2 separate regions of the Capra hircus genome follow, and region 1 is linked to region 2. The links are chromatin contacts, called in public Hi-C maps. All regions are on one chromosome and are shown on one strand. Each heading gives the region's core, a stretch centred on a gene start, on an enhancer-like site or on the middle of the called end of the contact. The rest is flanking DNA. Distances are from core to core; before and after follow the strand shown.

Region 1 (4,364 bases), core at 112-2,611, 180 kb after region 2:
TTTAAGAAAAGGAGAAGCCTACTTCAGGAGTGTTTGTCAGAAAATGATTCAGACAGCCTAGGGACTCCTGTTGGGGAGTCTTTGCAGGAATCCACATAAAAGGAAATGAAGTCTGTCTCTTTTCTATTATTTTTATTTATTTATTTATTTTGGAAGGATGGGGAAATGGTTTATTAAGAACTGGATATTGTTAAGTACATTTAAACATTATTGTTTGTAATCACCACAACCCTCTTAGGTAGGTATTGTTATCCCAGTTTTAGAGTTGAAGAAATGAAGCCTCGGAGAGGGTAAGTGTCCGTAAGTAGTAAGTTAGGAATTTCTTTAACCGCAGGCTGCTGCCTCAGTAAAGACACCCCTAGCAGATTCGTTTCCATGGGCTTTTAGGAGGCAAGAGGAGTTTTATCTTTGAGCTGATTCCTGGCTACTTTGCTGGGCCCCTTGTTCCTGGGCCCTTTTCCAACTGGGGGCTAAATGCTGCTATGTGGGCAGTCCCCATTCTTCATTTGTCTGAAAAACATGTACTGTTTTCATTCCAAAGGCAAAGAATCTAGGCAGGAGGCATTCCAAGTTTGGGGATAAAACTAAACTCCCAGCCCTCCCTGCTCCCCAAGGCCTCCAGAGCTAACTGGCCACTGTGGCACTTTGAGAAACGAATGCACACCCCTCCCAACCCACGACAGTCTTACACCTGTGCACACACATATTCTCCTCTGACACAGGGGCCCATGTGCCTCTTTGTGCCTCCTTACTTTGGCAGGCCTGCACTGCCAGTCACCAAAGAGCTTTTTCCAGAGTTCCTGATGCTTTGGGTGAATAAATATAATGCTACATGTGCATTCCGTTAAGATTTCACTGGGTTTCAAGATAATTCTTTGAGGCAGGCAGGAATTTTGAGTCCCACTTAAAAAGGAAGAAACAGGCCTGGTCCAGGGAACAGACTTGTCCACAGTCACACAGCTGCATAGATCCGAGCTGTGGTCAGACTGCCTGCTTTTCTTACTTCTGATGGTAACTGATTGCCGCCTTCAAGATGCTCAGTCTTCTGTGAAGGAGACGAGGTGGGCCCAGGCTTGATTTTACATTTATTAGCTCATTTCTTCACCCAGTAGTATTTGTTGATCTTCATCGCTATTACATCCAAAATAGGTCAGTTTTGATTCTCCCTATTGTATGAAGAAAACAGGCATATCATAGACTTTTCAGAAGAGGCTGCTTTCAGAGAGGATAATATTTCAGTGAAGAATTGAATCTCTAATTTCAAGCAGTTGAGTCATGGGAGAGTACAATAAAGGAGGATATTCAGGGCAAAGAGATTGTGCTGGAAATGGTGCCCCTGGCTTGTTTTTAGCTGTGCACATAGCGCCACCTGCTGAGTGCCTCGATGAGGTTCAGTTCCTTTGCACTCCAGGGACAAAGAGCACAGAAGGCTGCAATTTGTCAGCAGAAAGCTTGCAGCTTAGGCATTTTTCCTCTTCCCTCATTTGTTCAGCACATCTTTTGAGGCTTCAGTCATTGACAGATCTGTACTTGGGATTTTTTTAGAGGTTCAGTTCTGTTTCTGCCTCTTCCGTTTACCTGCTTAATTAACTCAGCGGTCAGTGCTCTTTTCTGTGGTCCCTACTTGTTCTGCAGCCGGTCTTCTCTTCTGTACCTCAAGTCTAAGCCATATATCACTCGTTTTCTTCCTCTTCCTTTCCCCTCTTATCCTGTAACATAGTGGTTCCTACTAAGGTAGGAAGACCTGAAGTAGCTAAGTCCTTTCCCTCTTCCAGAGGGACCAGCTAATGCTTATTCTTTCCTCTGGGTCTAACCCAGGCCTCACCTTCCCCTACTCCTTTCAGGCAGAGTTGACCACCCCATCCTTTGGGCCTACCCAACACTTTATTTCTCTATTACAGAACTTATCACACTGTGTGCACCTATCTGTTTACTTGTCTATATTGGACTAGGCCATGAGCACCTCAGTGGCAGGGGCAGTCTTCTCACTCATCTCCATATATCTAGGAGTCACACAGGGCTTGGCATTTAGTAGACACCTTAAAGTACTAGGTGAAGGAATAGGTGAATGAATGAATGAATGAATAAACATAGAAATGTAGTGCAAAGAAAGGGAAGAAGGAAGGAAGCTTAGCTGGATGGATTAAGGATTTTGTCAGTAAACAGAGGGAATGTGTGGGTGGGTCCAAGGGCATATTTTCATTATAAGTGGTGCCCTTGAGAAAGAATGTGCTTAGGAAGGGAACTTACGGTCAGGGGCATGAGGGGCTCCCCCAAATCCTAACTAGCCCCTTTAGCATGATTTTCATATTTCTGTGCTTTTGGGATTTAGGTACTCAGGAGTCCAAGAGGTACAGCTCAGTAGTTCCCTTCTCATTTTCCTTAAATCTCCCCATGACCATCACCCCCAGCATATTTCACTGTCAAGCTTTCCCTGGGTCTTTGGTCTATGTTTCAGGGTATTCTACATTGATTGTACCTTCCAGATACCTTGGTATAAGAGTAGTAAATGTGCAATTTGAACACATAAAAATTAGAATTCTGGTCTCAATTCTGTCTGCCATTTGTTCCCTTTCCTAAGCCTTTGTGTCCATACCTGTCCCAGGCTGATAACTGTACAATGTATCATTATCTGCAGGGAGGACAAATGTGGAAAACCTTGTAAACTAGTAATTGTTATGATCTGAGTATGTGAGACATCTTGTTGTTGTTCAGTCAGTAAGTCGTGTCTGACTCTTTGGGACCCCATGGACTGCAGCACTCCAGGCTCTCTACTGTCTCCCCAACACCTTAGAAGGAAGGATTCAGATACCCTGGAACCTTGGCTTCACAGCCTTTGTTACTGGCAGCAGAATGATGGTCCAGATAAGTAGGGTAATGCCATGGTTGCTGTTGGTCCTGAGCTGCCTCACCAGGGCCAGGCAGGTGGCAGGGTAGGGAGAGTATATTCTGAGTGCTGGAGGCTTCATCGTCCTCTTGATGCCATGCCCTGTGGCAAGCTGGCGGGCACTGCCTGGCCTGGCTCCTCCAGCTCCCTGTGTTGTCTCCAGGCTGCACAAAGCCCAGGAGGAGCACCGCACAGTGGAGGTGGAAAAGGTGCACCTGGAGAAGAAGCTGCGTGATGAGATCAACCTTGCCAAGCAGGAAGCCCAGAGGCTGAAGGAGCTGCGGGAGGGCACGGAGAATGAGCGGAGCCGCCAGAAATATGCCGAGGAGGAGCTGGAGCAGGTAGGAGAGTCTACAGTCCCGAGGCGCTGGGGTCAAAGGGCAGGAGCCAAGGGTCTGGCCAAGAGTAGTGGAAAAGTTGCAGAAATGATCACTGCGGTTGTGAAAGCACAGTGAATAACAGGTGATAAGTTATTCTGTCCCTTCTTAGTTGAGGTATTTATATACACAGATCATAAGTATACAGCTGGCATGCTTTACAGATGCATGTACCTGTGTCGCCGTCCACATCAAGGTACAGAATCTCGTAAGCTCTCAGAGGGCTCACTTCTGCTTCCCCTTTCTCCCTGTCAATACTCCACCCGAAAGGCAACTGCAGTCGTAACCTCTAAACCAGATCAGTTTCACCTGATTTTTAACATCATGTAAATAGCATGATACAGTATGTATTCTTTTGTGTTTGGTTTCTTTAATTGAACATTATATCTGTGAGAGGTAACCATGTTATTGCATGTAGTGATATTTAGTTTATTTCTGTTGCTGAGTGTTAATCCCTTGTATGGATGTACTATAAATTATTTATCCATTCTCCTATTGATAGACATTTGGGTTGTTTGCAAGTTTGTTTTCTTTTAAAACTTCTTTGTGGGCATCACTTATTTCTTTTGGATATGTAACAGGGCATTCATATATTTGTTTTGAGAAATTGGCGATTTTCCAGAATGATTGTACCAATCTGTACAGCCACTAGTGATAGTGTGAGAGTTCTACTTGAGCTACAGCCTGAGTATTTTTAGGCATTTTCATTTTATACATTATGTTGTGGATGTAATAGTATCTTATTGTGATTTTAATTTTAATTTTCCTATTGACCAATAATATTGAATACCTTTTCATAAATTTATTGATGACTTTATTTGGGAATCTTCTAATTTAAAAAATTGGGATTCAGTTAAAAACATTTCCTATCTTCCATTGTGATTTCTTTTTGACCCATGGTTATTTAAAAGTGTGTTGCCTAATTGTCAAACACTTGGGGACTTTTCTGTTTATCTTTCTCATTGATCTCCAGTTTAACTTTGCTGTGTTCAAAGAACATGTGCTTTGACCACAGGTTCCAGTCCTTTCAAATATGTTGAAACTTGGATGATGTAAGCAGACTACAGAAAACAACTAAAAGGCAAAGAGTGTCAGACTGG
Region 2 (3,835 bases), core at 909-3,408:
GGCTCTGAGTCTATCAGGGGCTTATCTTCTGTTAGGGCCAGTTTTCCAACATACAGTTGTTACTCAAAAAAAATTTGTACAATCAAATGAATTAACTTATGTCAACCAGGTTTTGTGAGTACTTACTCCGTACAGGGCCTGTGATGGATGGCCATTTCCCAGAGAGGAATAAAGCGCAGGCCCTAACCTCTGAAAAGTCATAATCCTGTGGGGTGGTGGAAGACAGGTATGTGTATGGTCCAATTCTGGACTTGGTGGCTGAGGAGTTTCTGAGGAGAAGATCTTAAACTGTATTTTTCAAAAAATGTATGTGTGTGTGTTTGTGAAGTTGCTCAGTCGTGTCGGACTCTTTGCGACCCCGTGGACTGAAGCCCACCAGGCTCCTCCGTGCATGGGATTCTCCAGGCAAGAATACTGGAGTGGGTTGCCGTTTCCTTCTCCATGTATATTTATTCATTTATTTGCCTGTGCTTGGTCTTGGATGCAGCACGTGGGATCTTCCATTTTTGTCGCAGCACACAGGATCTTTAAATTGCCGAATATGAATCTAGTTCCCTCACCAGGGATCAAACCCAGGCCCCCTGCCTTGGGAGTGCAGGGTCTCAGCCGCTGGACCACCAGGGAAGTCCGTTGAATTGTATCTGGAAGAATGAGAAGTCAGTCATGTGAGGAAGGGGGCCATTTTCATGGGAGGCCCTGGAGGGGAAGAGAGTGTTTCAGGTAGAAGCCACAGTAGCTAGGAGGCATGGGAGGTGGCTGAGATTCCATGTGCTTGAGGAACTTAAGACCAGTGTAACCGAAGTTCAATAAGAGAGTGGGAGGGTGGTAGTAGATGACGTCGGAGGTGTATTTTTATATTAACAGCCTAACTCTTAAGCCCGGCAGCTGTTGGGCAAATCCATGTTCCCGATCTTCAGAGGGCTTGCTCAGAACAGGTAGCTGGCTTAGCACTGTCAGGGGAGGGCCGGGGCCTAATCCCTTCTCCTGCCGCCGGTGCCAAGGACAGGGCAGGGCACAGAGCAGGTTTCAGTAAAGATCTGCTGACAGCACACTTGAGAAGAGAACAGGAAGTGCAGGCTCTGTTGAGGGAGGCCCAGACGCTTCTCCCTCTTAATAGGGGCACTCGTTCTCAAGTCGCTAACACCCTCAAGCCACAGACAGAGCTGGGAGAGTGAGATGCAGGGAGGAACCTACACAGGCCCTACCCGCAGAAACCTCAGAGGGGAGGGGGTTGGGGGACGGGTAGGAAAACGGGCTGAGAGAGTTAAGGGAGGGCATCCTACTTAGCTTGGATTGGGGGGGGTAAGTTGGGGGGGAAGGTCAGGAAGGCAGATATGGGGCCCTTTGGCCATTTAGGAATGTGTGGGGCCATTTTACCTATACTGGTTTGGACGCTTCGCTTTGTTTTCTGGCATCATTCCTTCTGAAAACACTAGCAGGCCCCAATGGGCCTCCCCCGGGGCGGGTCCTCGCTCTAATTCCCCAGCTCTCTGCAAAGGGGCAGGGCCTCCCAAGGAGCTCCGATCCCGGCCGCAGAACCTAGCTTTGCCCGCCAGGGGCCGCTGCACAGGGGTGACTAAGCGCGCGGGTTCCTAAGCTGCAGAGAGGCGGGAGCCGATTGGCTGCGGGGCGCGGCGAGAGGGGCGGAGCCTGGGATGCCGGCCGGGAGTAGGGGGCTGGGAACGCGCCCCCGGCTGAACCGGGCCGGGTCGTTGTCTCCTCTGGCAGTACCGGGCGGCAGTCGTAGTGTCCAGGCCCTCTGCCCTGCCCGGCTCTAGAGCTGAGGCGAGTGGGTCGGCACCGAGGCCCGGAGATCCGGGCCAGTGTCATCATCGCCGCCGCCGCCGCAGGCCTGGGTTACCTGAGCGACTTGCGTGTCAGCGCCCGCCAGCCCGTCCGTTTGCGGGCGGTTAGCACGGGAGAGACTAGTGGGCGAAAGGGAGGCTTGGGACCCGACACTTGGCTGGGGAGAGGGATCCTAGCGGAGACTAGCGCGGACCGGGAGAGCCCTCCGGGGTCTGCGGGCGCCGGGTGGCTGCCTACAACAGGTTATTCCGGGATAAACCCAGCGCTGGGGCGGGCCCGGGCTTCGCTGGGGGCCGGGCGGCGCTGGGCGGGCCTGCGGGAGAGCACGCCCCCGCCCGCCCCGGGCCCGCCCCGCGCCTCCCGCCCGCACGCCCGCGAGCCTCTATCCCGGGCCTGGCCCGTGCGCGTCCGCCTGCTGAACCTGGGCACCGCCGGCCGGGGCACGGGACTGGGCGGGATCGCTGACCTCGGCCTTGGAGGCCTGGGATCCCCGAGCCGCCCGCGCCCGCGGGGGCCTCGGAGTCGCACGCCCTCCCCGAACCTGCGCTGCTCGAGGATCCCCGGCGGGGCGAAGCCAGGTGCCCCCTTCTCCTCCTTTCTCTCCCTCCCCCACCGCGAGAGGTCCCGCCCGCTCACCCCCTCCCCAAAGGGTGTAGCCGGCTGCGGAGCGGACAGCGGCTCCGCGGCCGCCTTGTCCAAACTCTCCGGAAGCGGCTCGAGCTGACAGGGCACTCAGGCCGTCGCAGCTCCAGCGGACCCACAGTTGGGCCGGAGACGCCGGCCTTCCTCCCGCTCCCAAACTTGGAGCACTTGACCTTTGGCTGTCGGAGGAGGCAGACTCGCGGGTGGCTGGACAGCTGCGGCACCTCGAGGGCATCTTGCCTGGGGTTCCAAGACCGGGCTCCCAACTTTGCCTCTGAGACCCTGAGGTGTCTCCATCAGGCGCATGTTGACTGAGACCTGGAGTCATGGATGTGTGCGCTCGTCTTGCCCTGTGGCTCGTTTGGGGGCTCCTCCTGCATCACGGCCAGAGCCTCAGCCAAAGCCACAGCGAGAAGGCGACCGGCTCGGGGGCCAATTCTGAGGAGTCCACTGCAGCAGGTAAGGCCTTGCCACGGGCAAGAACTGAGTTGCCCAAGTGGGGAAGTTTGAACAGTCGGTTTCTACACTTGTGATTGATGGAGCACCCAATCATGGCACTGCCAGTTCTTAGGAGTCCAGGGAGTTCTTTCCGTTCAGGAGCTACTGCTGATGTCTTTGTCTCTTGAACAACTTTCTTCATCCCTCCTCAGGATGTCTTTTGTTGGCAGAGAAAGGCGGTTTGCTTCTGGCACACCTTGGCCTTTCAGATCAGCAAGTCAAGACCCTGTCTCAGGATTACTTGCCTGGAATAATGGCCTGGGCAGATGATAAGTCTATTGCTCTTGGCCAGTTTCAGCACTTGGCAGCACAGGGGAGGTTGAGGCTACTTGGACTGGGCAGGGAAAGTCAGGACTGAGCCAGCTTTATTACTCTGTAAGTTAGTGTTGAGGTGTGCCTTGCTATTCCAGTGAGCGTGGGAACCCTATTTCCTCCCTGCCCTTAGGTAATCTGCTGTCTCCTAGCTGTGCCCATCTGAAATATCAAAGCAGTTCCTTAGATGGAATGCTGTTTACCACTAGGGAGTTAAATGGACTTTTCTTGACATAGGCATGATATAATTCCTGGGACCACTTGTTGACTTACTCTGTTTCTTCTGACTGATGATGGTAGGAGTTCTACGATATTTTTGATCTCTCCTGCTTTTTCCTGTGTACTCATGGAGCCTTGTCAAAAAAGTAGGAGCCCTGGTGCTCTGTTGCAGAGAGAGAAAAAAAAAAAAAGCACCTTTAAAATTCAGTTGTTTTACACAAAGCTTAGAAGGAATCCAGTTTTTTACCCTCATGTCTCTCACCCTGTCACTGGGATCTGCCCAAAGCAGTGGGCTGCAGAGTAAGGAGAATTTATAGCTGGGTTCTTCCTACGGGTGGGCAAGCTCAAGGGAGGGGTC

What was found. A called contact is a pair of places that touch in the nucleus more often than the background predicts.
Region 1: a contact with region 2 is called in a Hi-C map of blood, with 2.7 times the contacts expected there. The contact joins the enhancer-like site here to the promoter of STIM1 in region 2. A contact is called at or near these places in 4 of 5 Hi-C or Micro-C datasets (blood and liver).

What each region holds. Positions count from the first base shown.
Region 1 is chr15:32,295,535-32,299,898 of ARS1.2, forward strand. It overlaps STIM1 (stromal interaction molecule 1), which reads left to right. Exons shown (of 13, transcript XM_018059438.1): 7 at 3,051-3,228. Among named protein-coding and RNA genes, the nearest start is that of RRM1, 18 kb to the right of the region's middle. Within about 2 kb of position 1,362, at least 2 of the 5 cell types and tissues checked have an H3K27ac peak or open chromatin away from gene starts, as enhancers often do.
Region 2 is chr15:32,115,313-32,119,147 of ARS1.2, forward strand. It overlaps STIM1 (stromal interaction molecule 1), which reads left to right and starts at 2,159. Exons shown (of 13, transcript XM_018059438.1): 1 at 2,159-2,907. The coding sequence starts at 2,775.